Regions from separate parts of the Mus musculus genome. Here regions 1 and 3 are each linked to region 2. Evidence: chromatin contacts called from public HiChIP or PLAC-seq and promoter capture Hi-C data. All regions are on one chromosome and are shown on one strand. Each heading gives the region's core, a stretch centred on a gene start, on an enhancer-like site or on the middle of the called end of the contact. The rest is flanking DNA. Distances are from core to core; before and after follow the strand shown. Region 1 holds the start of Dppa4 (developmental pluripotency associated 4). Region 2 holds the start of Morc1 (microrchidia 1). Region 3 overlaps Morc1 (microrchidia 1).

The links. Promoter capture Hi-C pulls out the DNA fragments that hold promoters and counts their contacts. HiChIP or PLAC-seq counts read pairs in DNA pulled down with a chosen protein or histone mark.
Region 1: a contact with region 2 is called in a promoter capture Hi-C map of embryonic stem cells. The contact joins the promoter of Dppa4 here to the promoter of Morc1 in region 2. A contact is called at or near these places in 1 of 39 promoter capture datasets (embryonic stem cells) and 3 of 9 other capture datasets (adipose tissue, liver and pancreatic islet).
Region 3: an H3K27ac HiChIP or PLAC-seq map of embryonic stem cells shows a contact between it and region 2, with 5 read pairs. The contact joins the enhancer-like site here to the promoter of Morc1 in region 2. A contact is called at or near these places in 2 of 39 promoter capture datasets (embryonic stem cells and stem cell-derived epiblast-like cells), 1 of 15 datasets of contacts at CTCF or cohesin (embryonic stem cells), 14 of 484 Hi-C or Micro-C datasets (the G1E-ER4 cell line, embryonic retina, embryonic stem cells and 1 more), 6 of 115 datasets of contacts at active chromatin or transcription factors (all in embryonic stem cells) and 2 of 9 other capture datasets (adipose tissue and embryonic stem cells).

The regions. Positions count from the first base shown.
Region 1 is chr16:48,282,155-48,285,855 of GRCm38.p6, reverse strand. It overlaps Dppa4 (developmental pluripotency associated 4), which reads right to left and starts at 2,121. Exons shown (of 7, transcript NM_028610.2): 1 at 2,015-2,121. The coding sequence starts at 2,038.
Region 2 is chr16:48,429,285-48,433,015 of GRCm38.p6, reverse strand. It overlaps Morc1 (microrchidia 1), which reads right to left and starts at 1,779. Exons shown (of 27, transcript NM_010816.1): 1 at 1,614-1,779. The coding sequence starts at 1,675.
Region 3 is chr16:48,583,280-48,587,040 of GRCm38.p6, reverse strand. It overlaps Morc1 (microrchidia 1), which reads right to left. Exons shown (of 27, transcript NM_010816.1): 19 at 1-148. Among named protein-coding and RNA genes, the nearest start is that of Gm41458, 29 kb to the left of the region's middle. Within about 2 kb of position 1,485, at least 28 of the 459 cell types and tissues checked have an H3K27ac peak or open chromatin away from gene starts, as enhancers often do. A contact at or near this core is called in embryonic stem cells, where this site is marked.

The DNA of each region.
Region 1 (3,701 bases), core at 872-3,371, 150 kb after region 2:
CTTGTAAGACTATCTTCGTCTTTGTTTTTTAGAGCTAGGGTTTTTCTCTAAGTAGCTTCCCTGGCAGTCCTGGAATTAGATTTGTAGACCAGGCTGGCCTTGAACTCAGAGGCCCGCCTGCCTCAGGGTAAGTGCTGGGATTTGGTCCACAGGCCCGCCCCCTATGGGACTGTCTTAAGGAAGGAAGAAATCCAAACTGAAGCTGTATTAGCACCTGTGCAGTGAATGCAGAGGAGGCACCAAGGATGTGACGGATCTGTCACATCCTTGGTGCCTCCTCTACCCAAGCTTAGGCTACAGGATAAAACTAAAGGATGAAATAGGTATGAACAGAGCAACAGAAGATAATGAAAGCAACCGGATAGTGGTCCACTCTTGGACAAAGAAAACCTTACTCTGTAGTCTCACACCCAAAAACTGTTTCCCCTAGTCCTTGGTTCTAGGCTCACCCAAAGAAATTTGTAGCCAGAGTGATGTACCAAAGGCACTGTCACTTCCGTGGCTTGATTTCCCTTCAGAGCCTCTCAGACATGGCCTAGGGACAGTTTCCAATTGTTAAAACAGCCTGGTGATGTGTTAGGACCCACCCACTCCTCCTTCAGTTCTTACACCTCACTGTCCTCCGAGTCTCAATTCAAGGGTTATTTTGCTGGAATCTCAAAAATCTACCACATGTTACCTCATTTCCATGTGTCAATTAATTCCATCTGATTTTAAACTCCATAAGAATGGGGTCCCTCTCCCTTTTATTGCTGAGGATGGATAATAAATATTCAGTTTAATTAAGGGAACAACAACAACGACAACAAAAAAATCCCTAAGCACAGAAAGAAACACACACACACACACACACCAAAAAAAAAAAAAAAAAACCTAACAAATATTAAGCCTCTTCCAGCATATACACGACTAAACACACTCCTTGCCTCATTTAATCTTTATATAACTTCAGAACCACTACTGTATTTTCAACATGGAGGGCCAAAAGTTAAAAGCTTATTAAAGCCAGGTGGTCATGGCACATGCCTTTATCCCAGCACTCGGGAGGCAGAGGAAGGCGAATCTCTTCAGTTCCTGGCTAGCCTGGTCTACAAGAGTGAGTTACAGGACAGCCAGGGCTACAGAGAAACCTTGTTTCAGAAAGAAAAGAGAGGGTGGCACCCGGGAGGCAAACCAACCTGGTTTACAGAGCGAGTCCCGGGTACCCAGGACTACAGAGAAACAAAACAATAACTCACTAAATAAATAAGTAAAACCACCAGGTCACTTAGCTCCAAAACCTAGGTCTTTTCCACCCCCCCCCTCCTCCACCCCCGCAATTGTGGAAGTGACAATTTAGCATTTCCTGTTACTTGACACCTCAGTTCTCTCCCATCACAATAGGGACCGGCTTCCCAAGGACTAAGATTTACTTTTGCACAACCTCTTTATAAAGGATTCACTTTAGGACTTAACAAAATTCTTACAATAAAGAAAGATGAAAATGGCTGGCGGTTTCTTGGGGAGGAGTCCAGGAAAGTGCTCAGCATCCTATCCTGGCTACTACAGTTAGGAACCAGCAGGTCTGCCATGTCAAAATTCATAGATTCTGAGGGCCTATGGATAAATTAAGGGGCCTGGAAGCCCTGTAGCAGGCACTTTTGGGTTAAGCCCTCGGGTCCTCTCAGGTTAACTGGGGACTCCTTCCGAGGCTACCCAAAGCCTCAGTTTATACCCTGTTTTATCCCGGGACCAGCTACGGGATTCTAAATTCCTTCCTAACAAAGCATTCCTTCCAAAACACACCCTCCTCTCCTAACACATCTACACCCGGGCCCCAGGGTCTCGCGCAAGGCCACTTCGAGCGGGCCCGCCAAGCCACACACCTGCCTTTAAATAATAATTTTTTTTAAAAAAACAATTAAGGTTGTAACAAATTGTAACGCTCATTCTTCTCTTCTCCAAACAATGGCTGGCTATACTCAAAAATGAGGGGCCCTCATTTGGAAAGCCAAATTGTAAAAACAGTTCTCACCTTCTTGTCTCCAGCAGTCTCCATCTTGAGAATAGATGAATCCTCCGAAAGAAAGTTCTCCCAGCTTCCAAAAGACCTCTGACCTCAGCCGGCTTTTCAAAATCTCCTCCTACTTCCTGTTGTCTTGAGGCCCTCTTCCGTTCCCCTCCCCTTCTGGTCCCACCCTCAACAAAATTGTGATGCTAAAATCTCCTTTTGTGGCTGATTTTAATAAAATCCCCTTTTGTGTGGTTTAATTATTAGGCTTGTTTCCTCGAATTTTTTTTTGTTTGTTTTGTTTTGTTTTGTTTTTGAGGCAGAGTTTATCATTTCTTTGCCTGGCCAGAAATGCGCTTTGTATATTGTACTGTCTCAACCTCCGGAATACTGCGATTTAGAGGTGTGAGCTGCTACCCCCTGCTCCTGGCAACTGTAGATCTGGGATATTTAAAACTGTAATTATTGCTGGGCGTGGCAGCACACACCTTTAATCCCAGCATTAGAGATGCAGAGGCAGGTGGATCTCTCTGAGCTCCTGGTCAGCCTAGTCTACATAGTGAGACTCTATCTTAGAAAAAAGAAAAAAAAAAAAAAAAGGGAAGGAAGGAAGGAAGGAAGGAAGGAAGAAAGAAAGAAAGAAAGAAAGAAAGAAAGAAAGAAAGAAAGAAAGAAAGAAAGAAAGAAAGAAAGAAAGAAAGAAAGAACCTAAATATTGCTAAGGGAAAGTGAAGTTCCTAGAGAATTCTGAAAAGACTGCAAATTTATCTAATGGAATTAGCATCCTGAACAGGAATGAAAACAACCCAGTTGCTCCAGAAATCCTTTTCCATGAGATGGCAGGGGGTGGGGGTTGCATTGTTTTGGTGGTTTCAGGGCTCACCCTGGGCTTTGTTTCTGTGCACCAATCAATCTACCACTGAGCTACAATCCCAGCCCATAAAATTACAACTCTTTTAATTCTTCCCCATCCAACCCTCCTTTTTTGAAGTCTCCACGGACCTGCAGCATACTGAGGTCTTCCTGTCTCATCCTCCTGACTGCTAGGATTCAAGGTGTACCCCACCACACCTGGCCAGGGCTTGAATTTCTGATCTTCTAGCTTCCCCAGGGCTGGAATTCAGGCCACCGAGCCTGGTTCAAAACTGTAACTTTCTATCTGCCAACTGTTTTTTTTTTTTTTTTTAAAGATTTATTTATTTATTATATGGAAGTACATTGTAGCTGTCTTCAGACACTCCAGAAGGGGGAGTCAGATCTCGTTATGGATGGTTGTGAGCCACCATGTGGTTGCTGGGATTTGAACTCTGGACCTTTGGAAGAGCAGTCGGGTGCTCTTACCCACTGAGCCATCTCACCAGCCCTTTTTTTTTTTTTTTTTTTTCTGCCAACTGTTAAAAGGTTTTGTCGTTGCTAGTTGGTTGGTATTTGATAACAGGGTTTCTCTGTGTAGCCTGCTGTCCTGGACCAGGCTGGCCTCGAACTCACAGAGCTCCTCCTGCCTCTCTGCCTTCTGAGTGCTGGGACTAAATGCACGTCCCACCCACCACCAGACATTCCCTCCTTCCCCCCCCAAAAGTTTTTAAAGTCTACTGAGTATGTCGTGAATCCTGGTAATAAAATTCCGTCGCTGTTGGTTTCCCTTTTGCAGATGACGAAGATTTGTGGGAAACTACTGGTAACTTGCTTGTCCAGTAAATGAACATCAAGC
Region 2 (3,731 bases), core at 530-3,029:
AGGCAGAAAGGATGGAAAGAATTGTTGAGTGCATTAGAGAAAGCACGAGCTTAATTATAGGGTATGATTCTGGGGTATGGAAACAGAATACTGCATATAGCCATCCCAGAATGTGAGAGGCGAAGTCAGAGGGATTTGAAGTTTGAGACCACTCTGGGTTACAAAACAAAACCCTATTTCAAATATTAAGCAAAAAGTTTTACCCCTATTTCTATGGATGAAGGTCAGCCAAGGAGTTGAGAAGACAGCCCATCCTTCCAGCTTAAAACCACTCTCCATGGCAGGTATGCATCTGCTTAGCACAGCCTATTCTCCTCTGTTACCTTAGAATCTCAGAGTGTCCTACAAAATACGACAACCCTCTCCTGGATCTCTACACACTTCCATTCCTGTCCTTAAAACCTGCTCCATCCATCTTATCAGTTGGTACTTTCAGTAAATAACAAACTACTAGGTAATTCCTAAACACCAACACACCGCATGAATGACAGACATACCATCCACTGTTGTACTGTGCCGAACTCGAAGTGACAAAATTCAGTCACTTGCCTCTGCAACCTAACTGCAGTAGCCTTTTCTAACCCATGGTTTTACTTTTTTGCGGATCTTCATTACCCTTTGTATCACTCCAAAAATATTAACTGGAAAGTTCCAGAAATAAGCTGTCCATACTTTAAGTGGTGTACCCATCTAAGTAGGATCATGACCTTGCTTTGCTCTGCTCATCATGGTGTATGGTTGCAAGTGGTCTGTATTATTATCCTAGTTCATCTCTTACTCTTGTCTCCATCTTCAACTTTACAACAGGCCTCTATGCATAGGAAGAGCTGAAGATATACCAACACAGTCAGATCTTTATTTTCATTTGTAGTTCTGTATTAACCCAAATTTTAAAGATGCACTTGGGGGATTTTGGTCCATTGTCATGGTTAGGAACAGACTGTGATATTTCTTTTCTATTTTTAATTTTTTGTGCAAAGGTGTTTCGGTATATGTACATCGGAGTATCACAGTGCATGCCTGGTACCCAAGGAGGCCAGAACATGGTGTTAGGAGTTACAGAGGGTTGTGAGTCTCCCTGTGAGTGTTTCAAATTGAACCCCAGTCCCCTGGGAGAGCAGCTGGTTCTCCCAACTGCCTTGTCTTGCCTCTAGTCTGACAGCATAACAGCTAGTTAGACAGCAAACACATGTGACTCAGCACAAAAGGAAAAGTACCGATTACTGCCCACTGCTGTTGAAATCTACACAAGCGAATTACTCTGTTTTTGGTTTTTTGTTGTTTTTTTTTTTTTTAACAGTGTCTTCCAGAGTGTCGGAGTAAGGATAGAAAGGATGGGGGATAAGTGTTCCAATTTTTCTGGCCAATATTTAAATTTGTTAAATGATAAACATGGGACCATCCTTCCACTCGGCTTTACCTGAAGAACATCAAAATTATTCAGTTATTATCCCCAGATATAGAGTTACGACTTCCCTGCTAAGTCCTCACACACAGCATAAATACATTCTTAAAGCAGTCCTACCAAGTTCATTAAGCTTTTGTTTTCCAATTGAGTATGGTGGTGGCACGTGGACAAAAACTACCCCGTTCCAACCCCTCTGGAAACTCACGAATTCGCGTGGATGAAATCCAGATGCAGTTTAGCCCTCTGCAGCAAGGCATATTTGTCCATGTCTTCAGGCACCACCTGCGGACAACAGAAGACGTGGATGTCTGACCGGAAACTGTTGGCCCACGCCCACGCCTACGTCCACGCGTACGGCCTGGCTCACTTGCAGAGTGGGAGCTCAACAGACGCCTTCGCCCCCTGGTGTTCTCAGCGCTGAAGCTCAGCCTGCTATGTGGCTCTTCTCATGGAGATTCTCATTTTGATGTTGTTGTTGCTGCTGCTGCTGCTATTATTGTTTGTTGCTGTTGTTGTTGTTTTGCTTCTGTTGTGGTTGTTTAAGACAGGATCTCTCTTCATTGTCCTGAGTATCCTGGCACTCACTATTTAGACAAGGCTGGCCTTGAACTCACAGAGATCCACTTGCCTCTGTCCCGCACATTCTGGAATTAAAGGACTGTGTCACCGTGCTAGGCCCTTCTGGGAGATTCTTGAAAGCTGTTAGAAAGTGTCTGGTTTGGCCTTTTTTTCAGAAGTGGGATTTCTATAACCTCAGACTTCCCTCTTGCTGGCAGTTTCCATCACTGTCCATCTGAAAAGTAGGACATTGTAACTGAATCAGAAGAGAGAGCTCTTACCCTCCCCCTTTCTTTTCTGCCCCTTCCCCCCTAGTTGCATGAGCCCCAGAAAGATAAAGTCATTTCTTCTTACTTGAGTGGTCCACTTGCACTCTTGTATATCTTGGGTATAATTGCGTCTTCTACATTGGGGGGTCGGGGTGAGAAAAAGGCAAGCAAGAGGAAGAGCTGAGGACAGATAGCAGACTTTAGACAGGCTGCGACATGCAGGCATTTCCCTCCATGTTAACAGCTGTCGCCATCTGCAGGGGTCACGATAGGTTTCTATTTGTCCTCACACCTGCACTGCTGGCCTGTGACCAAATCCCATCAGTAGACTCAACTGAGCCCTGAATTCTAAGTCACCAAAACCCAAGAGGAAGCAACTTGTGTCAAGGATGATGGCGGGACATGACTGATAGGCTAAGAGGTGACTGGACCTCTCTGATGTAGTCAGACCCATCCAAGGCGAAGGCTGATTGGCTTGGAGACTAACGCGGTTCAGTTCTGCTCAGCGAGTATTTCACATACTCTTCCCAAAGTCAGAGAGACTCTTGAGTGGAGAGTCTGAAGGAGACAGTTTTGTGATTTCAAAGTGTCAAACAGGCAATAAAGCCCTCAGAAAATAGAAGCAAAAGTGTGAAGTGTGGAGCAGTCACTGTAGGAAGAGAGGAAGTCTCTTTCAGCTGCTACATTTATAGGGATCTGGGGAGGAAACGGGAATTTGAATTGCAACCCAAAGGAACACTCGCTCTGCTTTAATTTGCAGACTGAAAGTGAACGTAAACATTCCGAGTAATTTCTCCTGATTGCATTTGTCTTTTAACCGTGGCTGCCATGGTTGGCGCTCTTTCAATAGCCACACTCCCTCTGCTAAACAACCTAAATTATCTTTCCCAAGTCTTCCTTCAATAGAACTTCACAAATGATATTCTATTTTCATATTTTTATGGGAAAGAAAAGCTCAAAGAGCCTCTTGCAGATTTATTTTATAATTCCCATTTCCAACTGCTGTCTCAGAGCAACTTTACTTGGGGCTGGGGCAGGCCAGGGGAGGGTGCACCAGAGCCACTAGCCTGTAATTAGTAAAGGCTGTAATATCTACCAGAGAAAAGGATCCAATTATCACAGAAGCAATCCCTCTAATAATCTGAGCAGAGTCTTCCTGCTGTCAGTATGTAGCCCCAATGCACAGGCAGTGCCGGTTAATGTGATGATGTGGGGGAGGGGAGTCCATGGAGCTGGTAGGTAAGTAAGAAGCTGAGAGTCACAGGGCACCATCCCAAAAGCCTCCCTCCTCTGTCAGTCACCCTTGTACAGTCAAATCTAAGCATACTCTTCTTCCTGGTATACTCAGGGCAGTCCCCGTTTGGCCTATTTCCCCCAACCCTGCTTCAAGATTCATTTTAACACCATTTCATGATAGGAATGCAAACATAAAGACAGACAGAGGAGGTGACAGGAGACTACCATTTGATCCTCTCACGATTGATCCCGATTTTAAA
Region 3 (3,761 bases), core at 236-2,735, 150 kb before region 2:
TCGTCATGCAGATGAACTCCACGTCCGAGTGAGTATCCTCTGTGCTCCTCTTTTGGCTTCTTTGCATGAACGAAAGCTTAACAGATGAGGGACTGCCCTGAGTCAGGTCTGCCCCTGAAGGCTGGATTCTCCCAAGTTTGGATTTTTCCTTAATTAAAAACAGTAAGACATAATTTTATGAGTTGTAGTTGCATCATTTATGATGAATTACTATCTTCTCTCATGACACTCCATTATATTTTTATGTATGTAATGTAGTTTAATTATATTTACCCCCTAGTCTTGCCCACCAGTTTCTCCCAGATCTCCCCAATTTATGTTCAAATGTGAGTGGTACCCATAGATTCATATATTTCTGGTTTTTTGGTTTTTTGAGACGGGTTTTTCTGTGTAGCCCCAGCTGTCCTGGAACTCACTCTGTAGACCAGGCTGGCCTCGAACTCAGAAATTCGCCTGCCTCTGCCTCCAATTGCTGGGATTAAAGGTGTGAGCCACCACGCCCGGCCCTATTTCAGGTTTTAAAAGCTCATACCATTCCCAGTTAGTATGCTTTCTTATATCCTATGCATATTTTTCTCCTCCCTCCCTCCCTCCCTCCCTCCCTCCCTCCCTCCCTCCCTCCCTCCCTTCCTCCCTCCCTCAGATATAAGTTCTCTGCTATGGTTTTAGTTCTCCTGCCATGCCTCCCTGCCTGTTACAATGCTCCCCACTTCCCGCAATGAATAAGAATCCTCTGGAACTGTAAAACTCTACATTAAATGCTTTCTTTTCCAAGTTGCCTTGGTCATGCAGCTAAGAGACATCCACCCCCTTTTCAATTTCACGTCCTGTTTTTTTTTTTTTTTTCTTAAATCCACTAGGTCCAACTCATGCTGCCTATATTCACACAGGTGTGGCATCATCCACTGGAGCAAGGCCATGCCTCTGAAGAAAAATAACTCTCCTTTCTATAAAAGTCATCCTCTGCAAATAGCGCCTCCACTCAGGTCTGGGATTTGTGTGTTCCTCCCTCACCCATGGTAGAATGTAGACTGCCTTGGTCTTGGGCAAACTATAGATGCACGTAGCAACAGCTCCTGTGCTTATGGGTGCAACGGCCCTGCCACGCTCAGAAGACACTGATTCATAGAAGATCGCCCTGATCTCTGACTCTTAGAAGCCTCCTCCGTGATGTCCTCTGAGCCTTGTGGGGCAGAGCATGATGTAGACTGAGGTTGAGCATAAAGGGCCAAGCATGCCCTAGACATGTTTTCTCTGCACTTCTACCCATTGTGAGGCTCGGGATTATCAGGCGTGTTTCTCACTACTAATAAAAAGTTCAAAAATAAAAAGGTTTGACTGCATCCTTCAGTAGTAAATAGTTCACGCGGTGGATTCAGCAGGAGCTGCAGACGTGGGCTGAATGCAGAGACCTGACTTTGAGAACACACAATGCAACTTCACTTCCTGCCAGAGGAAGTGCATGTGAGGTGAGGCCAGTTTGCATTTTCAGGCTAATCCCACATCTCACATCCTGAATCCCGCCCCTGCTGGCTACTGTTTTCTAGCCCTTAGCTAGAGTCTCCTCTCTATGCTAGAAGCCAAACAGAACTAAGGGACTTTGGGGTAGAATGTTGGTGCTTTTCTAGCATTCCCAAGTTTCCTGCTGGTGATGAGTTGCTATCCAGGAGAACCAACTTTAATACAAAGAGAACATACTGCTCTTGTGCCTGATTCTGAAATTCAGCTATGTAGTGAGTTAGGTAAATTTCTATGAAAGGAAGGAGCAAGGTTATGAGCTCATGTGCATTCCAACTTATTACTGGGTTCAGGAGTTTTTAGTGCCTGTATAGAATACAAAAAATGCAAGCAGCAGCAACCCAAACTAAAGGGACACGCTTGAAGCAAATGCTTCAGTATTTCAAGCAAACATGGAGAAATTTCGAGACATAAGATATGTACATCTTTGTCTATTAAGACCTATGAAAGCCGGGCATGGTGGCGCATGCCTTTAATCCCAGCACTTGGGAGGCAGAGGCAGGTGGATTTCTGAGTTCGAGGCCAGCCTGTTCTACAAAGTGAGTTCTAGGACAGCCAGGGCTACACAGAGAAACCCTGTCTCAAAAAACAAAAAACAAAAAACCCCAAAGACCTATGAGCTGTTAAAGGTTGGGGAGAAGGCAAGCAGAAAGACTTGAGTTTGGATCTCCAGCACCCACATAAAAAGCCAGATGCAGTGCTGCGTATTTGTAACCTCTGGGAGGTGAGGACTTATGGCTGCTTAAGCTTGCTGACCAGAGATAGTTAGGCAAGGTGGTAAGCTCCAAGTTTATAGAGAGGCTCTATCTCACATCGTTGGAGAAGACACATGATGTTAATTGTTGACATGCACATACACATGGACACACACAAAAACATATGCACATACACATAAACAAAATAGGGGCAATTTGAAACTGTCAGGTTTCCTATACATTCTTGTGTCTAATATAGCTGAGCAGCTCTGAGGCCTCACAACTATTCCTTTTTAAAGATGCTCAAATGATTCAAATGTCCTCTGCACTTGATTTTATGTTATTATAGTGTGTATGTGAAGAGGAGGCAAAACTTCACTATGTACCACCCGGCAGGCTGCAAGCTGGGAGACTCGGCTATTCTAGAACTTATGGCAGTCCTCTTGCCTCTGCCCCCCTGGTACTGATATTGCAGGTATGAGTTACAAGGAGGGATCCTTGTAAAACTGATAAATATAATATTATATGACATTTAGCAAAATTAAAAATCAAGAAAGAGCTTGAGGACACGAACCCACTTTCAAAAGCTGGGTACAGTGACACACACTTATAATCCCAGTATTAGGGAGGAGGAGACTAGTGGATTCTTTCATCTTCCTGATAAGTCTGCCTTACCTCACAAGGCCAGGTGAGGGACAGTTTCACCAAAAAACAATACAAAACAAAACCAACCAAACAAAAACTTCCAAGGTGGGTGATGTCTGAGAGATAACATCTACAGCTATCTTCTGGTCTCTACAGGCATGCATACACCCATGCAAAGATTGTGGCACACACATGAACACCCATACATGTGCACACACATACATATAGAAGAGTCATGTATATAGAATATTTATAAGTAAATAAATTTCTATAAACTAAATCATCAGTAACTTTCTCATAGAAACTACTGGAAACATATTTTTAAAATATTAGTTCTAGTATGGAGGATACAGAGTCTGAATCAGCCATCTTTTGTAATCAGGCAAGGTTTCCCATGATAGGACTGGGACACCAGATCATCCACAAAACCTTTAACCTACAATCTGTCCTGCCTGTAAGATGGACTGGGGCAATGGTGGTGGGAGTGGCCAATCAGTGACTGATCTAATATGAGGCCCACATGAGAGGAAGCTCAAGGATGACCAGGAACCAGAGGCTGGATAGTCTAGAGACCTAAGATAGAACCAAATACAACTCACCAAAAAAAAAGAAAAAAAGAAAAAAGGAAAAAAAAGTTCCTAACTGTTTTCTGCTATACTCATAGATCAGTGCCTAGTACAGTCGTTATCAGAGAGGTTGCCTTGGGCAGCTGATGGGAGCAGATGCAGAGACCCATATCCAAACATTAGATGGAGAGAGAGCCCAGGTTGCAGGTCTCCATAGGGTGCCTCCACTGAAGCTTTGGAGAACTCAGCAAAGACAGAGAGGAGGAATTGTGGGAGCCAGGGGGTCAAGAATACCAGGGGATCATATCCCATAGCATAGCATCAACTAAGCAGGCCT